Linked DNA regions of Sus scrofa: region 2 is linked to region 1. Evidence: chromatin contacts called from public HiChIP or PLAC-seq data. All regions are on one chromosome and are shown on one strand. The core of a region is the stretch at or near the end of the contact, and the rest is flanking DNA. Distances in the headings are between cores, read along the strand shown.

Region 1 (5,201 bases), core at 1,973-4,472:
TAGCAGGTTAAGGACCTGATGTTGTCTTTGTGAGGATGCGTGTCTGATCCCTGGCATCACTCAGTGGGTTAAGCTTCTGGCGTTGCCTCAAGCCGCTGTGTAGGTCGCAGATGTGGCTCAGATCTGGCATTGCTGTGGCAGAGGCCTGCAGCTGAGGCTCCAATTCGACCCCTAGCCTGGGAACTTCCATATGCCACAGGTACAGCCTTAAAAAGAAAAAAGAAATTGCAAGCTCTCTGAAATCAAGACTTTGGATAGCAGTCAAGCCTGAGGAACCCAGACACTGAAAATTCGAAATATATCGTCCCTTGGAGGGAACTAAATATACCTTTGCACCAATGATGAAATCAAGACTCAATGCGTAAACAAGGCTTCAAGAGGAGTATAGATCCTATTCTCAAATTAGTCGTCAAAGCATTTTGCTCAGAACTTTTAAAATCATTTTCAAAGTAACCTCTTCCTATAAATAAGGAATATAGCAATTCTGAAATATTCTTTCCTCTTTTTTTTTTTTTATGCCAAGTCTCATAAGTGCCTATTCACAAAGTTTTGTTAACTGAGCTTCCTTAAGTAAAAATGTATTGGTGAGAAATCCCCGTCGTGGCACAGCGGAAAGGAATCCAACTAGCATCCATGAGGATGTGGGTTGGATCCCTGGCCTCACTCAGTGGGTCAGGGATCCAGTGTTGCCACTGGTTGTGGTGTAGATCACAGATGCAGCTTGGATCCCACATTCCTGTGGCTATGGTGTCCGCCGGCAACTGCAGCTCTGGTGTTGGAGCCCTAGTCTGGGAACTTCCATATGCCGCAGGTGCAGCCCTAAAAAGCCAAAAAAAAAAAAGTACTGATAAAAATATTCCCTTAGAATTATAAACTCTATTATACCAAGAATGAAAATTAGCTCTTTAAATACTCAATGATGGTGGGCCACTGGTTTAAGTGTTTTCACACACATCATCTCGTTTAACCTTTATGCCAACATAACCCCATGTTGGATTGTAGAGATTATTTTCTGTTTACCAGCAGGAAAACCAGGCTCAGAGAGTTTAAGTAACTTGTCCAGTGTCCTGAAGCTAAAAAGTGCCAGGGCAGGGATACAAACCAAGGATAACCTGATTCTAAAGCCCTTTGTCCTAACCATTTTTCTATTTTATCTCTTAATTAAGATTAGCTTCGGAGTTCCCACTGTGGAGCACTGAGGTAATGATCTGGTCTCTTGTGGTGTTGCCATTCTGGGTGCAGTGGCTTAAAAGATCCAACATTTCCACAGCTGTGGCATAAGTTGAAGTTTCAACTCAGATTTAATCCCTGCTCTGGAACTTCCATATGTTGTGGGTGCAGCTGAAAAAGGAGTGTGGGGGTGGGGGGTGGAAATTAGCTTTAATCCAGTTAGGACAATTTTTTTTCAGTGATAGACAGACAGTTCATCTTTGCTGATGACAAGAGATGTGAAAGTTTACTAACTGAATATGGAATCTAAAAGTAAGTAATCTAAACCTGTGCTCTTACAAAAAGCAGGGTTTTTAAAATCACTTATTTAATTTTTATTTTTATTGGAGTATAGTTGATTTACAATATTGTGTTAGTTTCAGGTGTACAGCAAAGCGATTCAGTTATATGTATACGTATATCTATTTTTTTCGGATTCCTTTCCCATATAGGTTATCAGAGAATATTGAGTAGATTTCCCTGTGCTATACAGTAGGTCTTTGTGGATTTTATGTTTTATATATAGTAGTGTTTATGTTAATCCCAAACTCCTAATTTATCCTTCCCACCATCTTTCCCCTTTAATAACCATAAGTCTCTTTTTGAAGTCCGTGAGCCTATTTTGTTAATAAGCTCATTTGTATCAATTTTTTTAGATTCTGCATATAAGTGATATATGATATTTGTCTTTGTCTGACTTACCTCACTTAGTGTGATAATCTCTAGGTCCATTCATGTTGCTGCCAATGGCATTATTTCATTCTTTTTTATGGCTGAGTAATATTCTGTTTCAGTAGGGACTTTGTTACAATGAAATTTGCTGGGAGAAAAAAAGAAATTTGCCAAAAAGATCAGTCTTCACATCATCAGCTGGCACATTTCTGGAAGACAGTGTCCACCCTTGACCAAATCTTTAATAAGTCCACTCTGCCTGGCTGACTCTAATCATCTGAGGAGGCCAGTGGAGGTTTCATTCTCATGATGACTTCCAAGGTCTGATTATTGCCAGAGAGCTGAGGTATTTTAGAAATGACCTGTGCAAGGTCACAATATCACCCAGCACATGAGAAGTGGGCATGGAAGTTTAACTCAGGAGATATTAGGCTCATCAACCATCTTCCCCTCGAACCTCTTCTTACACTGACCCATGCAGCAGCCCTGGCACTCCAAGGGAGGGGAAAAGACAAACCGCCTTAGTCTTTCCTGATCTCTCCCAAGAAAGAAAAGAGAACAAACTGGAAAGGGCAATGGAGTTGTTTCATGGTAATGCAGGCTTTCGAGGGAGCTGGCCCCAGTGTCAGGAATGTGCAACTCTATCTGCTGCTGATTTTCTCCCCCAAAGAGCAACCCTCTGGAACGTAAACGTCAACCAAGAATTGGATTTTTCTTACAATGTCAACAATTACTTTGTTATTAAAGAAAAAAAGCTAGGAGGGAGATGGCAGATGGGCACATCTGACAGGGGGGCAGGGAGGAGAGAGAGCAGTGTTCCAGGTAGTGGAGAAATTGTTCAAGGACAATTTGTGTGTGAAAATATAACCCCTGTAAATCTGCCAGAGCCAACAGGGCTGAAGACGAATCACAGAAATGTGTCGTCTCTCCCCAGCAAAGTTGACCACAGGCTTAATTTAGGTGCACGCCCTGTTTATGCTGGGTTTCAGATATTATTTTTTTAAGTGAGGCATGGGCAACAAAGAAGTAAATTGATACCAGTTCCCCTGCCTTGTCCCGTTAATAGCATCTTTTGCCTCCTGGCATTTTTAGAGCTTTGATTCAAAATACAAAAGTCTATGCCATAATCCAGACCAGCGAGCATATCATTGCCACGGCAATAGAATATTGGCCTAGGAGCAAGAGAGCCAACTTTTTTGTTCCCAGTGCCACCATCAACTTTCTTGTTCTTGTGGGCATGACTAAAAAGGATGGAAGAGCTGATCCATTATTTAGCCAGTTGAGAATTGCCTAAGCAGCTCATTCAACCCATTAAGAAAGATATAAGTCACATTAGGGCAGGGACTTTTTTCTTTTCCTATTCATGCTGTGTCCTAAGTGCCTTAACCATGACTAGTGCACAGTCAGAGAGCAATCATTATTTGTGGCATTAATAAATGAATCATCAATTCATTTATCCATCTCAAAGACAAATGCAAAATATGCATGGGTTTTCCTTCCATGGAATTGCAAACGATTCTCATTATTTCACTCAACTTTTACTCTGAGACCATGAGTAAACATATTTCCATATTACTTTAACTGCTTGTCCATGACTTTGGAAAAGGAAGTCATCTCTGGGAACATCCTTAAGTGGAACAAATACTGCCACTTAATTTTCAAACCCTCCCTACCAACTCTTTATTGCAGTGGCTCACTTTCTTAACTTCATCTGTTCACCAGCTTGGATAATATAGGTTACAGACAATTAAACAGAGCTCAGCTCAGAATTATTGCTCTCTAGATTATCAGATTTCAGTTTTATTTCATCATACTTTTTTAAATGAGCTGTCAGCTTTTCACAAGAGGTTTCTGAAGAGAGTCTTCTGAGACGACATTGGTTAAGTCACTTCTCCTTCCTGGGCCTCTGTTTCCTTATCTTAGATAGAAGACAGTTGGACCAGATTAGGGGCCCCAGTATGACAACACTCAGACAGATGGAAGCCATAGACGCTTCTTATTTGACCTACACCGGGATTTTGGTTTTCTGTGCCGGTGTGTGTGTGTGGCAAAGGGACATATGGGAGTTTCATTGCTTAGTTGCCAAAAGATGAAGAAATTTTCACATAAAAATCCAGAAATCTAAATTTCTCTCTTCTCTTTAGAAATCAGAGAACAACACTGGCAACACTGGGTCCAAAATCACATAGGACATTTAGGGGCTGTGCCCATTTCAGGTAGTTCGGCCTCACTGGATTTCCCAGTGCCCTCAGACCGGCATTACTCCTAAATACTAACCCTGAACCAGGTGAACGCTGAAATTCCTTCCAGAATAAGCCTTCTATTATTCCAGAATTGTATGAATATGTATACAATACTGTCAATTGGTATTAGGTCACTCCTAAGCATTGAATGAGAGTCGACATTGTATAAAATGTTGTATTGTCACTGTGATTTATTTTTGAAGATCATGGGGACACTCTAACAACTCTGAGTCTCAGCTTCCTCATCAGTAATGAGGAGAATGGGCTGTTAATCAATCAAGGTTCCATGCAACTCCCTGGCCTCAATTTGAATGTAGAGCTAAAGGATTAGACTACTACCTAAGTGGCTGTTTCTCAGATAGGCCCAGGTATTAACTCTGAATGTCTCTAAATGGTAACACTTTTCGCATTGACATTCTTCTAGGCAATGAAGTAGATAGTGTAAGTAAGACAGTACATTTCCCCCATGGGACTCAATAAAGCTATTTTTTATTTTGAATGGAAAATAAATACAGCCCATAAGTTTTGTTTATTTTTTCTGAGTAATCCCTTTCATTTCTCAAATTCTGTGATTCTGTATTTTGTTGTGCCTTTCCCCACCTAGAACAAAATCCTCCAAAATGAAATACTCTACAAATATCATATTGGTAGAAAAGAATAAAATTGAAATTGCCTAAATAGTCTCTAAATGCTTTTTTCTTCCTTAAAGTACAGTTGATCTACAATGTTGTGCCAATTTCTGTTGTACAGCAAAGTGACTCCGTCATATATATATATATATATATACATTCTTTTTTTTTAATATTCTTTTCCATCCTGGTCTATTCCAGGAGATTGAATACAGTTTCCTGTGCTATAGAGTAGGGCCCTAGTCTAAATGTAATAGTTTGTATCTGCTAACCCCAAATTCCCACTCTATCCCACTCCCTCCACCCCCCGGCCTTGGCAACCACAAGTCTACTCTCTATGCCTGTGAGCCTGTTTCTGTTTTGTAGATAGACTCATTTGTACCATATTTTAGAGTCCACATATAAGTAATATCATATGCTATTTGTCTTTCTCTTTCTGGCTTATTTC
Region 2 (5,104 bases), core at 2,061-4,560, 200 kb after region 1:
TGTTTCCACTGCGCCGTGACAGGAACTCCTCAAAAGGTTTTCTTGTTCATCTTCTGCTGTCCCTTGAGTGGGTAATGAAGCTCCTGGTGAGCTGATCATTCTCCCAAGGAAGAGCTTTTCTGAAGACAAGTGGCATGTTTTGTTGATTGTTGATGATAACGGGCCGCATCCCTTTTAGACACCTCAGTGTTGATACAAATGATCCTATTTATGCCTCTTTCATTTTTAAAGAGCTCTGTATAGTTTATTGTACACAACACCAGTACAGTATATAGAGTTGTGTGGAGTAACTGATGGGCAAGCTAAGTCTTCTACAAAGAACTCACCGTAGAATGGAATCCCATTCTCCAGCCCTTCTCTTGGCCCAGGTGGGTCCTCCACTGGTTAGTTCTCCACAGCCTCCATGTCAGCATGACACCTCCCTCTACAGTTGAGTGCTCAGAGCTTTCAGTTCCCACCTTCATCTGTTGGAAAGGGACACTGAAGTCCTCTTTGTCAGCTCTCTTGGTTATTGAGCTTTTGCTCCTCACACACAGAATGCCTTTTTTTTTTTTTTCTGCCTCACTGAAACTCACACCATAAAATGGCAGAGATCTTTCTCTGGGGCCCACATTTTTCTTACATGGAGCTTGGCTTTTAAAAGTATAGGAACAGGAATTCCTGCTGTGGTGCAACAGGATTGGTGGCGTCTCTGGAGCTCTGGGATGCAGGTTCCATACATGGCCCAGCACAGTGGGCTAAGGATCTGGTGTTGCTGCAGCTGCAGTGTACCTTGCAATTGCAGCTCTATCTGATCCCTGGCCTGGGAACTTCCATGTGCCATGGGGTGGCCCCAAGAAAACCCAAAAAACAAAAAAATAGGAACAAAGCAGCACCATTACTATTATTATACTCAACCAGCGTTTTGCCCATTGGAGGAGACATTCCTCCTTTGCACACTGACACAGCGCATGTCTGTATTTGACTTTTGTTTTGGGACCTGCCCTCCAAATGCTTCTCCCCGACTTTTCACGTGATGGGCTAGCACCCTGAGCTGGAGGTCAGCAGTAGATGAGATTAGAACTCTGTACTTCTTGGAACCTTAACAAGTGTGTGTACTTCATCTTCACAAAAGGAAAACATACCTTCTGTTGGCGCCATATTTGGTGAAAGATTGCTTCCCACACTTCACAATGAAGTTATATTTTCAGTTTCTGGCTGAGAAGGGAAATGTCTGGCCAGACCTTAGACTGTATCAACCCTGGAATCAATGGAGATAGAATGACTCCATTTGGGATCAGATCAGGTCTGAAGCCTCAGTGGAACCAATATGTCATTTCTTTCGACTACCACGGAAAAAACCTAATAGTGTAAGAATAGTAGTAGCATTTTTTGCCCTGATATACACACCAACTTTATCCCCCTCTGCCCGAAAATATTCTCCAAGGGGACTAGCAGATCTCTGAGATTACAATATTTCACTGGTTTGATACCATACAAGTACCTATGAAGTAACAAGGGTGAGTTTGAGGTTCAAATACAATCCTAAAGATCTGCTCCTTCCCCCACTCTTCAGGTTGAGTCAGTCCCAGACATTATTATAATATCATTTTTCAGAGCTCTATAAATAGACAGATTCTCATTTCTCTTAAGTACTGTTTGCTAAATGTTTTGGCCCAAAAGTTCAGTCATTCCATGCAAGCATTAATCAATACAGGAGACATTAGTGGTTACTCGTTCTGATGAGATTTGACATTATTTTTCCTCTGCCTGTGGGGAGGGGAGGAGGATGTTGCCTAATAAAGATGAAGGGTCTTTGCTTCTTTTGTATGAAATGCAAATGATGAGGACGTGTGCAATATACATTTCTCAAATGTGAGGCTGCTGCTTTTTGTTGAGAGAGAGGCAAGGCCCTGGAGGATTTTAGAATTTGTAAATATAAAATTATCTGCCTTCATGTTTAAAAAAAATAATAAAAGGGAGAAAGACTTGGCAGGTTGCCAGATTACTTACATTACAGTAATAGATTTGCTGACCTCTGACTTCTGCTGTAGAGAAATGTATTGAATTTTTCATAATATCAGATGAGGCAGATCTAAAAACCTAGTATACTGAGCACCATTATTTAACTTGAGATTTAACAAAGCCGAAATCTTTTCAAACCAGCAATTTCTTGTATGATGATAATTTAGTGGCTCAGACACTAATAAATCAAGGTTATAATGCCATTGATTTGTTAATTTTAACTTGGGTTGATTTTAAGTCATCTTTATTTAAAAAAAAAATAAAAGGAGGAGGAGGAAGAGGAGAAAAAAAATCTTGCTTTTCACAGTGACTGAATTTAATAAGAATCTCCGTGATAGCAAAAGGCTCCCCTACTGTTTCTGCTTTGGGGTGGAAAATGTTATTCTTGTATTATTCCTAGGGAAAAATAAAATCTCATGCTGCTACAAATCTTACGCCTATGGAAAGATATTTTTTTTTTTAATACATGATGGCTTACCTATTTCAGATCCATTAATGGCATCATAAATAAGCATTTTGCTAATCTGAAATGTGAAATCAGGATAATAGTAAAGGCCCATTTATCTACCCAGCTTTCAATGCACCGACTACATGTAGATGTAGGGGGTGCGGGGGGAGCTCTCTGGATTTTCTAATGAATATATTGCTTCTCTTCCCCATCACTTCCATCCACCAGAAATCCACACCACATTCTAAAGAGTTGCAGCCCATTGAAAATATTTCTCCTGGGTAATTAGTTCTTAGGGGCTGGGGTGCATTATTTGCTTTTATCTGTACAGTTTAGAAGCTGATTAAATCTTTGTTGTACTACAAATATTTGAGGAATAGTCATCTGCAAGGCACAGTCATGTTGCTTTAGACTAAATTCTTTATGCAATACAATGCTTCCTGCGTTGGGCCATGTTGACCTTAGGTTGGCTAACCTGTCTTTAGTGGTATCGCGTGTACGTTAAATGTTGAAATGTTCAGAAACCCGTAATAGCTCTCGTCCTCTTGTACTGTAAAAACTTCTAATAATCAGATGATAAGATCATATCCTGTGGGGTAATTGTGTTGTACCGTGACAGGATAACTGAAAAAACATTCAGTGAAAATCGCACTGAACGGAAATCACTACATGAACAGCGATTGTTCAGCTGGGTGAGACCACGCTCAATTCTTCAGGGCTTAGCTGGTCATATTTCTACTTGTTTCCTTTTAGCTGCTGCCTTTCTTGTTTTATTTTGGGAGCCTTTTTTTCCCTGAGCCACTATAATTATCTTTCAGTGATTTAGAAGGGGAAAAAAAAACACTCAATTGACCTTTACACACACACACAGACTACACACTCACTCACTCACAAGCACACTCCCTCTGGAAGCCTTGAACAAGCAGGGTTTGTGTTTGGATTCAGTTTTACCTTAGTCATGCCTCTTTCCAGATACAAGAAACATTTAATTCCAGATTTCCTGCTTCTGGCTTTAGGCCTTTGACCAGCAAAGTGAAATGTATTTTTTACTGCTGTCGGCCAGCCAGCTGCTGAGTTGAGTGAAGGGAAGGGGAAAAAAAAAAAAAAAAAAAAAGAAGGAAAGGAAAAGAATAGAAATGTTGCCCTACCTCTTGAACTTGCACAACTGTCTAAGAAATTCAATTTTCCTTAGCACCCATCTAGAAAGCTGGCTTGGCCCAGGGCTGTCAGGACCTGGTGGCCCTCCCACCCCCGTCCTCTGCTTCCTCTCACCCCCTTGCCAGGGGGGTGATGTCGTCGTCCTTTTTGCTGAAAGGAGCCCCTCATGGTGTCACCATGTAGATTAGAGAATAGAGTTGGATGGAGGGCGGTGCCAACAGACAGTAACCACTGGAATACCCAGACTTCAATGCTTGAGCGGTTCTCATGGCAACCAAACAAAAGTACAACAAACCTATCTGTCCTAACAATAAAAAGAGGTTTTCCTCAAAGTCAGTTTAAAATAGTTTTTTTCTAATTTGAAATAGTCAATGCATTTTACTCTGGGACAGAAATCCCCAACCTGCCACTGTTGAAGGGGATAAAGTCCCTGGCAGAACCATGCACATCAAAGCAATTAGGGGGGAATGTTGGGGACTTTACAGATGAGACAGAATACATTCAAGTATGAACAGGATTGCTTTTTTTTTCTCTCTTCTGCTTAGTTATGCTTTTTATTACATAAACAGTAACTGTAATATTACAGTGGGAAGCAGGTATTTGGCAGCCATATATTATTTTAGTAAGTCTACATAGAGAGAACAGTTTCCAGTTTTAGCAGCTGTAACATGTTTAAACTCAGTTTGTAATGGGATCTGAAGATAACTATTCCCCATGGGCTGTGCTGATCTTCACGGCTGGCCCACTGCCAGATGCAGGGCTCGAAACTATTATTCACGCCTCCTTGCACATACCTTGTCCGAGCATGCTCAGTAAGTGAGTGTTGTTTCTAAGATGCTATAAATTGGGATTTGATTTTCCCATAATTTACTTGGTCTTTTATTAAAGAGGAGACTATTTTGATCACAACTGTCCCCACGTCTGTACTCACAAACCTGAACAGTTGTGTATTTGTAAGCAGTTGAGATCCAAATTGCCTAGTTAGAAACCAATTTTAGGATAGCCAACAATTGCCCAAACCAAAGGCAGTTTTGCTTGGGAGTCTCCATTTAAAAATAATTAGGGTTCCCAATATTTGAACAGATTTATGTTGTTTATAAGCCAAGTACATTTTCTTCATTGAGTCAACTTGTCTTATTTAAAACAAATTATGTTTGCTCTATTAAAGTTCATATTTTTAAGGCTGAGTCTTGTATTAATCCCACAGTGAGTCATTAATCATACCAAATGCATTATAAAAACTTTAATCACTGAAGTTGAAACTGAGATTGTAATGCAATCCATCCCTTTTAATTACATCAGCTATTTTTCCCTTTCAGATCAAGCGCTATGTCGCAAAGGGAAAACAGATTAAAACGAGAGCTGTTTGATGTTTCTCTTTTTAGAGCAATTTTATGTACTTTGTTTAAAAAGTTATATAATTAAAATGCTTGAATTTTTCAGCCCTCTGATTTTTTTTGTGGCTGGAGTCTTCTGTCTGCCTCTCTTCTCCCT

Evidence for each region. HiChIP or PLAC-seq counts read pairs in DNA pulled down with a chosen protein or histone mark.
Region 2: an H3K27ac HiChIP or PLAC-seq map of alveolar macrophages shows a contact between it and region 1. The contact joins two enhancer-like sites. A contact is called at or near these places in 1 of 47 Hi-C or Micro-C datasets (epiblast stem cells) and 1 of 2 datasets of contacts at active chromatin or transcription factors (alveolar macrophages).

What each region holds. Positions count from the first base shown.
Region 1 is chr14:65,383,254-65,388,454 of Sscrofa11.1, forward strand. No RefSeq gene overlaps it. Among named protein-coding and RNA genes, the nearest start is that of ARID5B, 23 kb to the right of the region's middle. Within about 2 kb of position 3,223, at least 2 of the 83 cell types and tissues checked have an H3K27ac peak or open chromatin away from gene starts, as enhancers often do. A contact at or near this core is called in alveolar macrophages, where this site is marked.
Region 2 is chr14:65,582,986-65,588,089 of Sscrofa11.1, forward strand. The region is part of intron 8 of ARID5B (AT-rich interactive domain-containing protein 5B); the gene reads left to right. Among named protein-coding and RNA genes, the nearest start is that of MIR9836, 170 kb to the right of the region's middle. Within about 2 kb of position 3,311, at least 43 of the 83 cell types and tissues checked have an H3K27ac peak or open chromatin away from gene starts, as enhancers often do. A contact at or near this core is called in alveolar macrophages, where this site is marked.